2 separate regions of the Gossypium hirsutum genome follow, and region 1 is linked to region 2. A link is a contact called in public Hi-C data. All regions are on one chromosome and are shown on one strand. Each heading gives the region's core, a stretch centred on a gene start, on an enhancer-like site or on the middle of the called end of the contact. The rest is flanking DNA. Distances are from core to core; before and after follow the strand shown.

Region 1 (2,700 bases), core at 141-2,640, 160 kb before region 2:
TGAATGCAATGCCCTTAAGTTCTCTCATGTCGACACTTACTATTAGAAATTAACAGTCATTTCAACAAAGCTGAAAGTATAGAAATAAAAGGGAAGTCAAGAATTTTATACTACAACATTTATCAGAAATAAAATGCAAAGTTAAATCCAATAACCAAACTCTTTACTCTTCTTAAGCTAGAACAAAGTTAATACCTTTTGCTGATACTGCCCGACAGAATCTTCCACCTGAAGAGGCACAGAAATGGGCACACTCTGCACTGGAACCTGGAAAGTGGTATAAGTCCCAGCAGCAGCAGCTGCAACCACTTCAACTGGAGCCTTCATCTCCGGCGTCGTCGTAAAGTAATCCAAAGCCATAATCTTGTTAAGCCTCTCTCTCAACCCAGCATCTGAAACAAAAAGAACTGCCCAAGTTAGAAAACCTAGAAACTTAAAAATAGAAAGCCCCCCCCCCCAAAAAAAAAACAAATGGAGTGCTTTATTACAGGAGACGTCGGCATTGGGGTCAATGGGCCGGTCAGAGTTGGAAAGCCAAAGCTTAGCATGGTGGAGGCAACGGTGCAAAGCGTTCTTGTGAGACAAACTGGAATCAGCAGAGCGTGAAGTCAATAGTGCACTCAGCGTCGAAATGGAATCCAAATCTTTCTCGCTAAGCAGATCGGTAGCGTCGTCGGTGACATAATCGTAAGTCAGGCAACAGCCCCTCTCGTGCGTCCGAGTCAACATCATCGAAGTGAAATCATTCTGAGACTTTACATCGAACAACGACCCGAAATAGAGCAGGTTGAGGAGATCTTCAACAGCATGATCGGGCTCATTGGGCGGCTGCTGCTGTTGTTGGGCTTCCGAGGTAGTTTCTTCCGCGGAAATGGTTTGACGCTGTAAAGCGAGTGAGATTTCTTCAGAGACGGCGGAGGAGAGAGGGTGGCGAAGCTTCTCGAGTTCGTCGATGAGGGCGGAGACGGAGGGTTTTGAACGTAGGACTTCTTCTTGTTCTTTGTTTAAGGGTTTGCCCTGGGAGACGGATTCTTCCATCTGGAGGATGCGGTTGTATTTCTTGCGTAAGGCACGGATGCGTTTGTTGATGAGGCTAAGGACTGGACCGTCGGAGGAAGTGGTGGTTATTGTGTCGGAGGCAACTGTTGTTGTTGCTGCAGCGGTCGCCATTTGAGGGGTTTTTGCGGTTGACTGTGGTGGTGGCTGATCGCTGTTTGGAAGAGCACCACTGGGAGGTGGTGGCGCTGGTGGTGGTGGTGGTAGTGGTAGTGGGCGGCGGGATAAGAGATTTTTGGAAAAGAAAAGGAAAGTGAATGATTTTGATGTAGGCTTTTTTGGGTAAACCACTGGTTCAAGTAATAGTAATAGTTACAACAAAATAATAATAAAATAGATAAACGATGAGAAAATAAAATAGAAATATCAACAGTTTAACTTCGGATTTTTTTATTTTTTTATTTACTAAGAGTTTACCTTAAAAAGTCATTTTTAAGTATTTAATAATATTATATTCTAAAATATTAATTTTTATTTTTATAATATTTAATAAAAATTTTAACTATTATTCCGCTCAAATTAAAATTATTATTAATTTTTTTAAAATATAATAATAATAAAATACATCATAAGACACCAAATTAACAGTAATTACTACTTTTCCAACGCTAACAAATACCAAATTTCCTTTGTTTATGATATTTTTCTTTTCAAACTTAAATTTGGGATTGAGTTTTAATAAAATTAATATATATTAAAAACTATAAAACTAGACCTTAAAATTTTATATTTTAAAACCTTAAATAATAAATCTTATATTATAAATAAATTTGTCCATGGGTCGAGCTTTAAAAATTAGTTCGAAAAGTAGAATGATTTGAGTAAAAATATAGGCTTGAATAATGAGATTGGACAAAAAAATAAAGCCCGTTTAAAAAATAGATCAGACCTTAGATAAGGGTTTTTGACTCAGGCACAGCTTGACCCGAATTTTCAAAAAGAAAAAACTATTGTTTTGCTACAGTTTTCTCACTGTTTTGCTCTCATTTCACTATTATGTTATTAATTTATTTTTAATTTATTGGAAAACATTTATTTTAATGTTTGTAGTGTTTTTGATGTATAATATTTTTTAAATTTTTATATAAAAATAAAATAAGCAAATTTTAATATGGGTGGGTAAAGTTGGACCTAAGCTTTAATATTTTTATCTGAATCGAATTTTAGCAAAAATTTAGACCCATTTTTCAAGTCTATCCAAGCTTGAAACTATTAATCAAGCTTAAAATTTTATTATCCAATTTGACCCGACCCATGAACAATTATAATCATAAACTTCAAACCTTAAATTTTAAATCTTACCCAACCTTAAATCATAATGTAGTCATTTCTATAAAATCATAATTTTTAAAATTTTAAATTCTAAATCCAGTATGACTTATTTATCCATTGTTGTTTTAAAAATACATTTAGAAAGTACTGGCGGAAAAAATACTGTGAAAAAAGTGTGATTTGATCATTTCAAATGCCTGTTATTGTTGTAAAAAATTATAGTGATAAATTAAAATGTTGTTTTCAGACATATGTTTGAAAGTAAAATTTAATTAATTTATATAATATTTTAATATAATATATAAAATATAAATTTTAAATATCATTTAAATAATTAATATAATTTATTTGAAAAATTAATGATATATAAAA
Region 2 (2,700 bases), core at 119-2,618:
TACAATGGCTCCAGTCCATGCTCCAGTTCCGGGGAAAGGAACAGCCACAAAAAGCATTAGGCCAAGCCATTGAAATTCTTCCACTGGCCCAGCCTTCTGTCTGGCTCTCTCAAAGAGACTGTTAAGTAACTGAGATGCAAACTGGTTTTTCCCAGCAAGAAATGTAGTAAATCTTTTCAGGTAAAGTACAATGAATGGCACTGGAACCATATTCCTGCAGTTTAATGTTACTTTTAGAAAAAAAAATTATCATCAGCTTATTTAATTTCCCAGAACAATTATGCATAAGAAATTAATTGTTAATTTTTAGTACACTCAAGCACATGCATTAGAATAGTAAAATTAGCTCGTTCAATATCTCAAATTGCTCAAGCTTGACTTCAGAGTAATCAAACCAAATATAAATTTTACTCTTTAAACTAACCCAAATAGCTTACCAGCATATTTGCCTATTTTACATCCCTATGAATAACTTTCAGTATTATTAAAAACAAAAAACAAAAAAATGCTACCTTGACTTAAAATTTCAGTGACAAGTATGCATTCTATGGAAACTATTGAAGCAAAATTTTCCATAAGCAAACTGGTCAAAACAAAATCTTTCACAACAATTAAGCTCAACTCTATAAACATGAAGCTATAATGAACTAAAGACTTGAAAGATCCTCAATTAACGAAAAAGAAAATAAAGCTAACCCAAGAATAGATAATATTGTCAGGAGTGTAGGCTTGAGTTGCATCCAGTAACCAAGAGGAATAGCTCCCCGAAGCTCAAGAATAGGAAGCGTTGCAAGAGTGAAAACCACGGCCTCATCAGGCCAACCCAAGCCACGCAACGCATTGGCAATCTTGAGGCCAAAGCTTGAAGCTCTAATGGAGTCGGCAGCAACAGTAGCCGCTTTAGCGTCCCCAGAAGCAGCGTACCAAACAAGAGACAAAGAAGCCCAGAAGACAACCCAGCAGAGGATTTTCACTGGAGCCTCCTCAAAAGAAGGCAATATTTCATCTTCTTTGCTTGTATGAGCTGAATCAAGAAACCCATTTGAGGAAGCTTTAATTCGGGTCGAAGGAATTGGAAAATACTTCCGGTTTTGAAATTTTGACCTTAAAAAGAGGTCATTGCTTCGAGCAGTAGGGCCATGTAAATGGGAGGGTAAGATATTGAGATGGGTTTTCTTCAAATAGAATGATAATGGCTGTGGCGAAGTTGCAATTGCTGGTGATACAGTAGCCATTCTAAACTACGAAATTGGGGCTATTGGAACTTTGTTTTTTGCCCCCATTAATGAAGGGGTTTTAGAGAGGAAGGGGAGCATTGTGACTTTGTGAGATTGATACAATCAATTAGAGATTTTTCTTTAATGCCTTAATGCATCATTTAGTCCTAAAGTATGCCTTTTATTCGTTCTGGTCCTCCAGGTTCTTTTCCCAAATGAGGACATAACATTTTATAATATTGACCAATATTTTTAAAATCAGACCGTTGACTAAATTGGTCAGGCCATCAATTTATCGGTCTGAACATTCTAGTTGGTTTAATTAAAAATTTTTTTTAATATTAAAAAAATAATTTAATCGATTTTTTAACTACTTCAATTTTTCTGTACTGATTTTTTATTAGTATTTGACATTATACTTTTGAGCTTAATATAATTTACCATTATGTTTTAACTTTATTTTTAATTTTGTCACTTTGCTTTTATTTCATTAAAGTTTGTTACTAAAATTTTATTTTTAATTGATTTTTATTATTTAATTTTAATTTAAAAGAATTTGAAGTGAAATTTTAATAAAATTAATATTATACTTAAAAATAAAAATAATAATAGAAAAAACAATGATTTATATATAAAAAAGTAAACTTATTCTGTTTTTATTTTTATTTTATTTTCAAGTATTTCTTTATTAAATAAAAAATTTAAGTTAATTTAATAGTTTTTAATATTTTATAAATTAGCTTATTGTTAATTATTAAAATAAAATATTTAAAATTAATTTTCTTGTTAAAATTCATTTTAAAATCATCAAAATCAATGTAAAATTTAATTAAAAAACAACATTAGTGGTAAAATTCAACAAAATTCAAATTTTAATGATAAAACTCAATCACATAAAATTCATTTGAAAATTTTAACCATATTCTCAAATTAATAGGGCCAATATTAGACAGAATAAAGTAAAGTGATAAATTTTAATACTTCCGGGTAGCATGGTGAAATTTTGCATTTTAACTCTAATTCTTTCTATCTTATAAAAATATCTATAGCCATTCATTATTTGTCATATGTCAAATGATAACCCCACAATACTTTATCATTCGAAAATTCTTTTTTAAAAAATATTTAGAATAAAAAATTATTAAAAATTTATAAAACTCTAAAATATATTTTAAAAATATGAAATTATGAAAAAAATGTTGAAGGAAGATTAAACTTGCACGATTACCTATATATAGACCCGCATCCTAGACAAGCTCCCAACCTTTTCTAACATTCGCTCGGATGGTGCCTACCACTATCTCCACAAACACGAGTCTTAGTAACAGCAGCTGGTGCCTCAACCTGTGGAGGCCCATCAAACCTGGCCCGTTTCTTAGGTCGCTGAACAGAGCTAGAAGGCCCCGTATCCCTCATAGTCTTAGTCTGACCTTTCTTTTAGTCCCTCTTTTTGCGTTCATTGCACTTGGCCTCTTTAACAATC

The links. Hi-C and Micro-C count contacts between places; a contact is called where the count stands out from the background.
Region 1: a contact with region 2 is called in a Hi-C map of leaf, with 2.9 times the contacts expected there. The contact joins the promoter of LOC107959957 here to the promoter of LOC107892539 in region 2. A contact is called at or near these places in 6 of 34 Hi-C or Micro-C datasets (callus, leaf and seedling).

Annotation. Positions count from the first base shown.
Region 1 is chrA05:72,681,338-72,684,037 of Gossypium_hirsutum_v2.1, reverse strand. It overlaps LOC107959957, which reads right to left and starts at 1,390. Exons shown (of 4, transcript XM_016896136.2): 1 at 489-1,390; 2 at 196-392. The coding sequence starts at 1,170.
Region 2 is chrA05:72,517,393-72,520,092 of Gossypium_hirsutum_v2.1, reverse strand. LOC107892539 reads right to left here and starts at 1,368. Exons shown (of 2, transcript XM_016817612.2): 1 at 697-1,368; 2 at 1-214. The coding sequence starts at 1,235.